Linked DNA regions of Oryctolagus cuniculus: region 2 is linked to region 1. A link is a contact called in public Micro-C data. All regions are on one chromosome and are shown on one strand. Each heading gives the region's core, a stretch centred on a gene start, on an enhancer-like site or on the middle of the called end of the contact. The rest is flanking DNA. Distances are from core to core; before and after follow the strand shown.

Region 1 (6,628 bases), core at 1,107-3,606:
GAATTCCACCTTGAGTACCTTTGTGTCTTTGGGCAGGCAGGGACAATAGCAAAATGGTACAACACGTGTTAGGTGTACAAATAGTAGTTATTCTGCTTACCAGGAGGCTAATGAAAAGAATCCTGAAGGGAAGGCAAGGTCAAAGGCCTATCTTTAAAAGGGGGACAAGACAAACTAGAAGGAAAATGAAACAAAATGGATCATATCTAGGAGATAGGAAGGTTGGATAGAACTTAGAGCCCATTTAGGGTTATCCTTAAAAAAAATAAAGACGCATACTACCCGAAGGATACATGGAAATAGTTTTGCGGTAGGTGGTTAAATAAAAGGCTCGGGTTGGGAGAAAGGTCCATAGAAATGCCTGTCAGTTTACCTAGTACCTAGCAGATGCTCAAATAGTTGACTTCCAATTTTCTGAGCAGCTCCAATGTGTGTCTCATTAATTCTCCCTTAAGTGTACAATTCTGCAGCCTGGTTATCTTTCCTGCTCTTAAGGGATTGTTGGAGCTTAATCTCATGTTGAAGAAAGTTTGATTTTCCCCATGCTGTTTATCCCATTTCCATTAGCTCCTCCTACTTCCAAGTACCCGTACCCTTTTATACTTAATATCTCTATGCCTGCTCAAATAGTAAGTCATGCCTTTTTTCTAATACTTAACTATATACATTTTAGTTATAATGAATTCATAGTATTTTTTAATATTTCTTAAACCATTTTTTCATGTTTTAGCATAGCTACTTTTGAGTATATTACTTTTTCAGCCATTCTTTTTAATGACCACAGTTATCTTTGACATAGATATACCATAATTTCAATTCCAAACATTGGATATTTAGATATCCAGCATTTTATAGCTTTTGAGTACAGAGAAAACAATATACCTTAAAATTATTTCTTTAGAATTGTGCTCTCCAGTAGAGCTTTCCGTGACGATGGAAGTGCACTGTGCTGTCCAGTAATGACATTAACCACATGTGGCACTGAGCATATGAGACTATCTAACCCAACCCGAGGAACTGAAGTTTTAAAATTAAGCCACATGCAGTTAGTGCCTATTGTATTGGATAGCACACTTCTAGAAACTTAGATACAGAGATCACAGTTAAAGGGCAAGGGTACTTCAAGAAGTTAACAGAAAATGGAATTAAGTTTATTTTGGTGCAAAAAATTGAAATCCATGCATATGAGGGTCTTTAAAAAGTTGTGAAGTCTATTATGAAAAAACAGGGATTTCAAAATTATTTTTGCTCCAAAATAAACATCTTTTAATTCTGGTTTTTCTCCAAATTTATGAAGTATCCTTGAATAGTCAAGAGTGAGTCCAGCTATGCTCTGAAGGGGGAACCAAGGTGAAGGTTTCTGGGGTGGTAAGATCATGCTTGGAAGAGCTCTGAGACCAAGACCAAATCGCTCTTTCTGGTGAATGGGAAGCTTAAACAAAGCCTTCGAACCAAAGGGCAGTCAGGGTTAAGGTAAATAATTTAGACCAAGGTGTGATTTTGGCTGAGGCCCACATCAGCATCATCTGCATGCTACCTAGAAATGAAAATTAGCCTCCATCCCCTGCTTACTGAGTTTGAGGTTCAACAACCTGTTTTAGCAGACCTACGAAGTTAGTTTTATGCTGGCTACTATTTAAGAACTGCTGTAGAGTGCTGAACACGGTCTACTTTCTAGGAATTTCAGATCAGAGATTTCTAGAATATAAACTCCCAGAGGGAAGAGAATTTGAATTATTCATTCGTCGCTCCAGCAGCCAACACATGTGCAGGCAATCGGTGCTCAATAAAGATTTGCTATTAGGCTGACTCTCCCTCACTTGGAATTAGTGCTAATTCATCCTGAAGAGTATAGCTACAAAACAATATCCACAAAAGGCAAATAAGGCAGCTCCGTGTTTTCCTTTGTTGCGCCCGGGCACGGTGTTTGCGTGTGTGCATGTATCTCTGTGTGTGTGTCATTTTGTCAGCTTCCCCAGTCTAAGCGTGTTGGATTTCAGTTTGAATAAAACTTTGTGGCTGAAAGGGGAATGAGAGCCAGAGGCTGTAGCTCTGGTCTAATAGTTAAGGGGATTCGGCTTTCCGGATTTATCTCGGGCTGGGAAGTGAGGATTTCCACAGCTGGCGGGAGTGCGCCCGGCCGCCGCCCTCTTTTCGGTTTTACACCGGACATTCTTAAAAATAAAATGCTTGTTTACCCGAAACTCGGATTGAACCAAGCCAACTGTTCTTGCAGATTTGCTAAATCTGGCAACCGTGGGTGGGCGGCTTCCGGCTCAGGGGACCCCCAGAAACCCGGGCGGTTACAGCCCTCCCGGGTCAAATTCCAGCTCGGGCCCCTCGGCCCCGCCCCGCCGCCCAGGAATGCGGAAGGGCCGGGGATCCGCCGCGGGACTTAGAGGGGGATAGAGGGCGAACTGCAGACGAACGCCGCGGCCGCGGGCGGGCAGGCCTCCTCGGCTCGGAACCGACAACCAAGGCCTAGGCTGTGCACGTCAGGTCGGCGCAGCCCCGCTCCCCTCACCCCCGGGATCCGCTCCGTAGCTGGCGAGAACACTGACTGCACCCCCGTTCCGAGTGGATCGGCCGCGCCTTCCGGTGCGCCTTCCGCACCGCCTCTCCAGGCAGGAAGTGCCGGCGCCGCCGCTGACCGGCCACAGCCCAGAGCTCGTGCCCGTCGCTCGTCGACTCGCGCAGGGCAGCCCCGGTTCAGGTGTCTGTCGCCCGGTGAGTGGCGTTTGGCCCCACGCACATCCTCTTTCGGGCTTTGTCCGTGCCGCCGTCTCCCTGCTGCCGCGCTCCTGTGGCGGGTCCCAGCCCCAGCACTGCAGGGCGGCGCGGGACCTGTCAGGTTGGCGGAGGAGCTGTGAGCGCAGGGCCAGGATGAAATTAGGGGGGGGTCCGTTGTGGGGCTCTGGCGGCGCCACTGGCCTAGAAGTCGAGGGTGTCTGGAGGCTCCAGATCGGATGAAGCCAGGCTGGGGAGACGCCCTGCTGGAGGTGGCGGCCGGGTCCCCGGGGCAGCGCGTGGGCCGGCTCTGCGTCACCTGGATGACTTCACACACCTGGTGCCCCGCTGATAGCGCCTCGGGTCGCTTCCCAGCGTCGGTGCGGGCTTATTCGCGTGGAGCACCTGCCCCGTGGCCCTCCCTGTGCTTGATGATTGGGGGGAGGGCAGGAGCTATTAGTGCATGGTTTTGCCTAAAGTAATGTGTCCAAGAAAGCTATTAGAAAACTGATACCAGGGTATCGGCTAAAGTGATGTCCCAGGAGTCGTAACGCCCGCTATACCTGGCACCTTGGTAAGATGTAGTTCATTTGTGTTAATTGAAGAAAAGGACAAATAACAGGAATCAGGAAAGGCTTCCTGGGAAGAGAACTGAGACCTCCTTGGAGGCCCCGGATTCTGCCTTAAGAAGGAGGAACTGTGGTGAGAGGTAACAAGATGGGAGAGGGCGCAGGGGGGCACCAGCCTGGTTGGAGCAGAGCCACATGCATACTAGCCGGAAGTAAGGGTGGGCAAGTAAGCGAGGCCCGGTCCTGAAAGCTGGAAGGGAAGTAAAATATTATGTAAGGCATTTCAGGGAGTCATTTTGGATTCTTCACTAAGGAAGGGAATAACAGTAGGAAGGGGGTGTTGCGAGGTTCAGTCTGGCAGCTTTTGTGTAAGATGGGTTTGGTAAGTGGAGAATCATAGCACTAGAGAATTCAGTATGACCTTATAGATTGTTTATTATAAAACAAATAGAAACCTTTTTCCATGAGGTGTTTGAAACCCAGAGGGATTCATCTGGTGCCACCCATTTTCTCTCTCAGCCTCTGGTGCACCTCCCTAGACTTCACAACAAAACCTCTAGCTTTTTTTGTTTGTACAGGCTCTGTTGAATAAGCAGCTTCTGTGATGACTGGCTGCTGTTCCTGTGTGCTTTAATGAGACTGAGTTCGCACAAGATGTCCTGCAGCTTTAAGGGACAGATTCCCAAGTGAGGGTAGCTAATGGTAGAGAAGGTAAGAAGGTGTAGAGCCCCTCCAAGGGCTAGTTTGCCCTCTCTCCTAAGACTAAAAGACATCAGACAGCTAGGATGAGTTCATCATCCCCTGTTTGCCAGCAGTCTTAGTTGGGGTCTTCCTTCCTTCCTCGTGCCGCAATTAGCGGTGCCGGGGGTGCCTTCTACCCTCTGAAGGTTTGGTAATTGAGCATGCTGAAGTGTCTACGGACAGTAGACAGCTTTACAAAAGGTACGCGAGTTTGTTACCTGTATGGGGGCATCACAGGAGAGCGAGTACCTGATATCCGGATGAGGTTGGACACCAAGTACCTTCTTCATGGGGGAGAAGGTGGTGAGGGGTGTATGCAATGTTGGAAAACAACTGAGTTTTAGGGGAGATGAATGAGCCCCAAGAGCAGACAGCCTGGGACAAAGTGCTGTCTGGGCTTTGGGTGTGGCGTCTCCTTTCCTGGGAGTTGACTACTCAGTTTAATGAGATTATTATAGGGAGGGGACCAGAGACAACCGCATTTCCTCTGGAGGAACTTCCCTTATAAGGGAACTTCAGAGGAAGACCCTCTGCTGAGGAGAGAAGCAGGATGGAGAGACGGGGGAGGGAAGGCGCCATGCTTGGGAGTGTTGTTTTCTGAGCCCACACACTTGAGCTGTGTGATGGCGTTGCTTGTTCCTCCCAGTCAGCTGCTTGTATGTCAGGGGCTGGGGTCCAAGCTCTGGAGCTAGGTTTCCTGAATCCAGATGCTGGCTGAGCTCGACCGTTTCCTACCTGTATGGCAAGTTGTTTATCCTTTACCTAATTTTCTTATCTGAGAAACAGGGATAACAGTACCCACATCATACGTTGTTGTCAGGATTAAATGTGTTAGTACGTGTGAAATTCTTAGACTAGTGCTGGCACAACTTCAGCACTCAGTTATTGTCCTTGTTAGTACTCTTCCCCTCAGAGTGGAGCAGGGAACAGCTGGTAAGTTTTGATAATGTCCTCTTGGGTAAAAGAACAGTGGCATTTGTGGTGAACTGCATAGGGAGACCGTAGAGAAAAAGTTTGTAATGCGGATCTAGGTACTACCTTATGATAAATATAGGTGTATGTAGTTCTGTTTGTGACAGGAAGCAAGCATACGTAAATATTTGTTTAGTATTTACTGAGTACCTGTCATGTGCAAGTAGATTACATGGCAATAAAATTGTACTCAGTAAAAAGAATGAACCACCCATAAGCTCAATAAAATAGCTAAATCTCAGAAACAGTATCTGGAATAAATGAAGTTAGGTATAAAAGAATGTACAGTGTCAAATTCCATTTTTTGAGAAGTTCAAAAACAAAAAATATAGAAATCTAAACAGTGGTTGCTCATGGAAAAGGCTAATTGATTTGCAGGAAACTTTCTGGAATGGTAACATTTGTAACTTGATTGTCATGATGATTATGTAGGTATACACATTTAGAAAAACTTACTGTTAAGATTTGTACATTTTGGGGCCGGTGCCAGGGCTCACTAGGTTAATCCTCTGCCTGCGACGTTGGTATCCCATATGGGTGCCGGGTTCTAGCCCCAGTTTCTCCTCTTCCAGTCCAGCTCTCTGCTGTGGCCTGGGAAGGCAGTGGAGGATGGTCCAAGTGCTTAGGCCCCTGCACCCGAAGGGGAGACCGGGAAGAAGCACCTGGTTCATAGCTTCGGATCGGCGCAGTGCCGGCCCGTGGTGGCCATTTGGGGGGCGAACCAATGGAAGGAAGACCTTTCTCTCTGTCTCTCTTACTGTCTGTAACTCTACCTGTCAAATAAAAAAAAAAGATTTGTACATTTCAACTGTATATAAATTTGTATTAACACAAAATGATAAAGGAGTTCAGAAGGTAGAAAGTTTATTGCCAATTGGGAGAATCATAAAGCCTGTAATACAGAAAGAAATGACAGTACTATAACGTTTATACCAAGTGTTAATATACACATACTAGGGAGGAAGCATACCTGGTGTTAAGAAAAGTTGTAAAAATTGAGTTTGGTTCTCTAAAAGTAATAGCTATAATTTATGGAACTGACTAATAGTTTTTCCCTAAATATGCAACATAGAAATGATTATATGTCATTAAGTATATGAGGTTAATTTTGTGAAGTATTTTAATTTAATTATATACTAAATTTTTTTTATGATTTCTGTTTTCAGACTGTTACGCAGTCATTTGATTTTTCCAGTTAGAACAAACATTATTCTTGACTCTAGTAATGACCATGAGAATTGGTGAGAAATTTCTAAAGATTCTCATGGATTTTGAGGAAAATGATATTGAATAAAAATGACCTTAAGAATGGGCATTTAGTCTAGTGGTTAAGACCCAGTTAAGAAGCCTGTGACCCATATTAGAGTCCTTGTTTGATACCGGTTCTGAATCCTGACTCCAGCTTCCAGACATTGCAGACCCTGGGAAGCAGCACTGGCCCAAAATAATTAGGTTCCTGTCACCCACATCAGAGACCTTGATTAAGTTCCCAGCTTTGGTCTGACCTGTCCTGACCGTTTTGGGGAATGAGTCAGCAACTGGGAGCCTTCTTCCGCAATCTGTCTTTTTGCCTATCAAATAAATGACCTTAGATTTTAGTCCAAGAACGACTGCTTTCC
Region 2 (6,628 bases), core at 2,305-4,804, 200 kb after region 1:
TTCAGGGGCTGGTGCTGTGGCACAGCAGGTTAAAGCCCCAGTCAGCAGCGTCAGCATCCCACACGGGCACCGGTTTGAGTCCCAGAACTCCACTTCCAATCCAGCTCTCTGCTATGGCCTCGGAAAACTGTGGAAGACGGCCCAAGTGCTTGGGCCCCTGTACCCTCATGGGAGACCTAGAAGTTCCTGGCTCCTGGCTTCGGAGTGGCCCAGCTCTGGCCACTGCAGCCATTTTGGGGAGTGAAGTGCCTCTCTGTAATTCTGCCTTTCAAATAAATTAATTAATTGATCTTAAAAAAAAAAAAACACAAAACACCAGATTTCAGAGAGTAACACCCACGGAGCCCAGGAGGCCCCGCTGGCCTTGGTGACCTAATGCAGGCCAGTGGCTCTCCCTCCTGCAGCCATCCGACCTTGCAGCATGACAGGATTTCCTCGTGATCAGCTGATTTAGACCCAGAACTTTATGCCCAATGCCTGCTTTAGGCCTTTCAGCTCTGTTAAATTTGGATGTTGACTTAAAAAAAAAAAAAAGTTACACGAGTAGTTTGTGTACCAAATGAGATCATTTCAACCAGTGTTTCACAACTGTAAAGCACAATGCAGAGACCGGTTGCTGAGAATGAAGGAGGTAAAGGCTCTGCTCATTGAATAATCGCTTTGCTCTGTCCTCTTGATTCCAAAACCCATAAAGAGAAGTGAGACTTCTACAGAGGAGAAAGAAGGGCTGGGTGGGGAAGTACAGACTATGAGAAAACTGATTCAAAACAAAAGTAGTAGCCCCAGTTACATTATTCATGCAGCAAAGAGGAGAATTATCCTGCCGGGGTTGACAGAATCACAAGATGGCTGCAGGACAGCCCCAGGCCCTCCTTAAGTAGCAAGCTCCTCTATCCTGAGAAGTGAGGAGACTTGGGGCCCCTGGCACAGGGTCTGGAGCCCAGCATTGTACATATTTTATAAAAACATCTGCCTCTCAGGTGCTAGCAGCAAAAGGGATCCAATAACTGCAAACCGTCATTCCTCCAAGCCAGGACACAGAACTGACAGAAATCAGGCTTACTCAGTCTTTGAGTAGGTGAATGAAACGAATGCATTCTCCAGACACTTGATGGACCTGGTATCAAAGGCTTTAATGGTAACTGCATGTGTTGACACACTTTTCTGGTGTATTTGCCTTCCCAAGTTCCTATTAGAGCTTTGCTTTCTGAAGGTTTTGCAGGCTGTGAAAAGTCACAGCTTTTTAACTTGTTTGTTTCCCAGAGTTGGCCTTGAGGAAGAATTGAGAAGATGAGACACCAAATAGAACTGTGTGTGCCTGGAAAGACTGGTGAACTTTCATCAGGCAGCCTCCAAAAGCACCAAGCGACGCCTCAACCTTAGGAAATTTCCCAGCGCAATAACATGCATATGAATTCAGCAAATAATACGAGGCAAATGTGAATCCATATAATCTTATTTTTAGCACTAGGGGGAAATCTTAAAAGTCACTGGATCTGTTTTACAGAGACGCCCCTGAGACATTAAGGGACTGACAGCGCCAGAACGGAAACTTGTTTTTCCACCTCTAGAGAGGAAAATAAACAAAAAATATCCTAAGCAGTTGCTGGTATGCGGAGTCCACTTTTGGGGGGTTTGTTTTCCTTTCCTGCGTTGCGGAAGACCCTAGGGCACTGATCCAGAGCTCCTAACAAGTTTGGGGTCAGCTTTAGGGGTGGGGTCAACCCTCTACCTGGGGGGCTATAAGGCCTTGGCAGCACGAGACTGTGGCGGTGTTCCTCTTGGGTGCATCTCGCCAACTTCAGCAACTGCTTGCGTATGATTTACTCCAGCAAAAGGTGTGTACGGCGTGGATCAAGTTGGTGCTCTAGCCAAGGCGAATTTTAAGTCTCCACTTTTTTTCCTCCTCTTAATTTGAAAGAGGCTTTAAATTCCCTCCACCCCTCTCCGTTCCCCCCTGTAAAGTTTGTTTTCATGCCGTAAACTCGCTCCAACTCTCGGTTGCCTGAGAATCGCGGTAATTAGCCAAGTTCACTTAGAGCCGAAAGAAAAGCTACCTTTGTGTACATAATGAGAGCCACCGCGTGGCCAAGGATAACCACGAGGAAGAAGGAAACGTTTAGGTCTCGGGCAGCCGAAAGCAGGCGGGGGGCAGGGCCCAGCCGACCGAGGCGTGCGGTGCGGACGGCTTCTCACCGCTTTCGAAGTTAGCAAACAAAGCGTCTCCGCAGTAACCGCCCGCTTCCAGACGGGGCTGCTGCCACTCAGGCCGCCGAGCGCCGCGGCGGCCGCCTGGGCTCCTCCTCCCAGCGTCTCTGCTCCCTCCTCTCCCGGCTCCCCAGCGGATGTGAGCCACCAATCCCAGCCACAAACAACCCTTCAAATGAAAGGACGGGCGGCCCTCTAACGGGCGGCGGGGCGCGGCCCCCTCCCCGCGCCACATCTGTCCGGCAGCGGGCGCAGCAGCTGATTCATCCCCGGCCAGGCGGGGGGGACGGAACTGCGCTGCAGGCGGTTGCAGGGCAGCTTCCAGCCTGGTGGTTTCTCCCCCAGGACCAAGTACCCCCCTCTCCCATCCCCCTGTGCTGTTTCAGATGTGGGCTCCCTTCTGTGCCGCAGAAGAAACAAAAATCACAAGGTGGTTGCCTTCTGAGAATGACGCTTTTCCCCCTTGTTGATTCGTTTTAAGTCCCGTAGTTGGAAAACCCACCCCAGGCTTTTTAAAACTCTGGCCAGAACGCACGCACTCTTGGGGCGGGGGAGGCTGGCTCTAATTTTCAGCGTAATCCGAAAACAGAGGCTCTAAAGTCTGGTTAGTCATGCTTTGGCCGCCTTAGTCCTCCTCCTCCTCCTTGGGTTTAACCTTATTTCCACGGGTTTTTCTCCTGCCGGCATCTCCACCGAGGTCACAAAACAAAAACAGCGCAGAGTCCACACCGGGGACAGAGCCGGCGCTGACGTCTCCACGAGGCTTATTTACGTTTGGAATTTTTTCCTTTTTTTTTTTTTTTCTTAAGCGATGGGGATCGTCTTACTGTGGCATATGACAGTTCATTTGCTCAAAAACAACGGGACAAACCCACGCCAACAACTAGACGCAGAGGAGGGGGCTTGCGTTGGTTGAAACCAGCCAACAGCAAGCATCTGGCGGTTTAAAAAGGGGGCATTTCATCAAGGAACTCCTGTTGGAGTCCGCCTAACTCTCAACCAAAATAAACCACCAGGAACATGTGTTTACTTAATGGCTAGTTTCTGTTTGAAATACAGGGGGAGGAGGGGTTCCCTCGCTGGGCATAGGTCCTAAAAGTAGACTCTGTTTACCGAAGCAGACGAGCAGCCACGGCGTGGTCGCCCCTCTCTTGGGAAGGGTCCGGCGGTGGTGGAGTGAGGGTGTCAGGCTGCGTCTCGGCGGGGCAGGCGCGCGCCCGGGCAGTCCCCAGGCAGGGACGTTTAAAGAGCATGTGAGCATGACAAGTGCCTGTCCGCAACGTGTTCGATTTCGAAACCGCCCTGCAATCCAATCCGGAACTCGCAGCTTTAGCCCTGGGGAACAGACATTCGCCTAGAGTGTCTGCGTCTCATCCCCCCCTCACTCCCACCCCCACCCACTCCCACTGTCGCTGCAGGAGGAAGAGCCACGGGGGAAGGGCGCGACGCGGCGCGCCCGCGTGTCCATGGCAGCCGCGCATTCTGGAAGAAGTTGGTGCTTGTCCCACATACTTTTCCTGCCGTGCCCCGCCCCTTGGGTCAGAAGCGGCTCGGGCAGGGACTGTGCAGTTTGGGGTAGCTGTCAAAAACGAGAGGGGCAGCCTAGTCTTCTCTGGGTGCGAGGAGGGGAGTCCTTTTTTTTCCCATCGGCTGGCAGTTTCTTAACCAAAAGCACCCCTCGCCTGCTCCGGGAAGAAAGGCCCAAAGGGAAAGCCCGGGGGCGCTCGGCTGGTGACTCCGCCGCCCCGCGAGGGATGCGGGCGGCGAGCGCGCGGCAGGCAGGAAGAATCGAGTTTCTGAGGTCGGCCGCCGCCGAGAGGGACGGGTGACAGCGGCCGGGGCGCGATCCGGTCCACCCCGGCTGGAAGGGGCGGGGGAGGGGCGGAGGAGCGGCGAGGCGGGCGGGGGACGGGGCGGGCGGCTGGGGGCGGAGGCAGGACCTCCTGTACCTTCCCTCCTCGCCTTTCTCACTCTGACAGCGCCGAGGTGCGCCGAGCAGGAGCAGGGAACAAAGGAGCGGAGTAGGGAGGGGAGCGAGTTGGGTGAGGGAGAGCCCCCGGCCGGCTGCCAGAATCTCCCGGCAGGAGGAAGCCCAAGTGTCACTTGAATTCCACCCGAGGAGCGGGCGCCTGGGATCCGAGCCCCTTGTTTAGCAGCGACGGTTGGAGCACGTCCTACAAGTTACGGGAGAATCGGCCGGGAATCAGAACGCTCGCTTGGCCCCCGGTGCTCCGGCCCTCGGCCCCTCGAGACCCCAGCATTGCCTGGCGCTGGGAGAGGAGCTCCAGAATGAAAAGTAAGAAAGGTAAGGCGGCCGCGGGGCCGTGCGCGCCGCAGCGCGAGAGCCGGGGCAACGTGCTGACCCCGCCGCCAAGAGTGACTTGGTGGACTTTTTTCTGCCCTGGGGCACTTTGGGACTTGGAAAGGCGGCCGTGGGCTTTGTTGGGGCAGCGTCTGAAATGGCAGTTGCTGTTTTCCTTCTAGACACAACACGCGGGGGCTGCTGTGGGGGAGACGAGCCTCTCTCCACGCTGCTGGCGCGTTGTCAAGAAACACGCTCAGCGCCTTGTTTGTGCGCCTCCAAGTTTCATTGTCTGCTCCCACACCCCACGCTCGGCCCAGCCGCCGCGTGGCTCCTCGTCCTGTCTCTCCGGCGGGGGCTGTGGGGGTCCGGGCCGGGGGACCCTGCGCCTCGCTTTTCCAGGGCGGGGCGTGCAGCGGAACCGTGGCGCGTCTTTGTCTGAAAGAAAGTTCTGCTCCGAGAGCCCCCACTCCCAGCTGGGCCTGGGCACTTTTCTTGGGGCATGTGGTGTTTTCACAATTAAAGGAATGTGGTCCCGGCCCCTCACAAAGCCCTCTGCTGTAAACAGCTTTGGAAAACTAGACTTTAAGAAAGAAAAAAAATTCCCAGTCTCTCAAAGTTTTCCCACGATGGATTTGGGGCAAGATGAAGAGTTAGGACGGAGGGCCAGCCAGTTCCAGCGGCGTTCAGTCAGAACGCGTCCAAGTGTGACAAGCAGGCTTGGTTGTAAGTGCAGAAGAGCGAGGCTGTCATTGTTTCCACCAAGCGTTCTGGAAGCTTTACAACTAAAACTTGCCGTCTGGTTTAAAAAAAAAATTGCAAAATACACAGAAAAAAAAAAAAACCACCACCTAGAAAGGTCAAGGACTGAGAAGTCCCTTTTGAAGTTCACTTCGGAGTCCCAGCCTGGGAGGTCCCCCGAGTGTTCCGTGGAGGGCCGGGGCTGGCTTTTCTGTTGTGATTTATGTGGAGTGGATCAAAACAGAAGTTAATCGCGGGGGTGGGGGCGCTGCTGCGCATGCCCGGGAGCTCCCTCGCGTGTGGGACTCCACATTCTTTCAGACGCGGACGGCGAGCGCGGCTCCCACGGAACAGCCGAGTTGTGGTGCGGCCGCCCCGCGCGCGCACACACAGACACACACACACGCACGCACGCACCGTCCCGGCGGCTGCGTTTCTCGCGTGTGTAGGGGGGAATCCCCTGTTGCCCTGTGGTTTCCGTGCGGGACTTTGAAACACGCGGCGCGTCTCTGTCCCCCCACCCCCCAGGCTCTCCCGGCAGGACAGAGAAATCACACGTGAAAGGCCGGGTCACGGCGGGGCGGGGAGGAGTTGGGAGTAGGACTTCCCTTTCTCCCTGAGGGCCACGGGGAGAACTGGGACGTTTCTCTTGGCTCTGTGAGAAGACGCGCGAGGGAAGAGCCGCGCCAGCCTGGACTCTGCTGGGATGACAGGTCCAGAGCCTTCCGGGGCGGCTGGGCGCGCTACCCCGGGGTGGGGGTGGGGGTGTCAGTTTCTGACGCGGGTTCCAGCGCGTCGAACGCCGAGCCGGGCTTCCGCCGGGGGCGACCAGCCCCATTGTTCGGGCTCGGGCGGGGGCTGCCCTGGTTCGCCTCCCCCCACCCCACCCTGGCCAACTCTCCCTCCCAGGTGGCTCCCCCGCAGCGCCCCTCGGCGCTCTCCGGTACCCCACCCCCGCCCCGCGGCTGGGGGGACCGAGCGGGACCGGCGGGCTGGATCCGTGGGGACCCCCGCCGCGCCGACTCACGGAAACAATGAAAGGTGACGTGGTGGAGGGGAAACTTGGCGACTGCTTCAGGGCCCGTGTCGGGGAGCTGAAAGTGCCGAGGTGGCCCGGGTTGCTTTCCCTTTTGAGGTTTTCCTACCCAGCTGTGTTCGCGCCGGGGGCGGGAGTCACGGCCTCGTTTCTGGGCTCCAGCGGCGAGTGACCCAGAGCCCTGGAGCGCCTCGGGTCGCGGTTACTGACTGAAAAAAAAAAAAAAGTTTGCAGGCCGGTTTCAGTTGGGGCCGAGGAACTCTAGAACAAAAGCTCCTCGCTCGCCTCCGGGCTCCTCCCTCTCGGCGCGAGCCCCCGCGGCCCTGCCTCCTCGCGGTCGA

What was found. A called contact is a pair of places that touch in the nucleus more often than the background predicts.
Region 2: a contact with region 1 is called in a Micro-C map of ear pinna, with 4 times the contacts expected there. The contact joins the promoter of TGIF1 here to the promoter of LOC100345591 in region 1. A contact is called at or near these places in 2 of 6 Hi-C or Micro-C datasets (ear pinna and an unstated tissue).

Annotation. Positions count from the first base shown.
Region 1 is chr10:60,151,630-60,158,257 of mOryCun1.1, forward strand. It overlaps LOC100345591 (myosin regulatory light chain 12B), which reads left to right and starts at 2,357. Exons shown (of 4, transcript XM_070050423.1): 1 at 2,357-2,499.
Region 2 is chr10:60,347,119-60,353,746 of mOryCun1.1, forward strand. TGIF1 (TGFB induced factor homeobox 1) reads left to right here and starts at 3,555. Exons shown (of 3, transcript XM_002713597.5): 1 at 3,555-4,513. The coding sequence starts at 4,498. It overlaps LOC138844047 (a long non-coding RNA gene), which reads right to left and starts at 6,603. Exons shown (of 6, transcript XR_011379420.1): 1 at 6,397-6,603.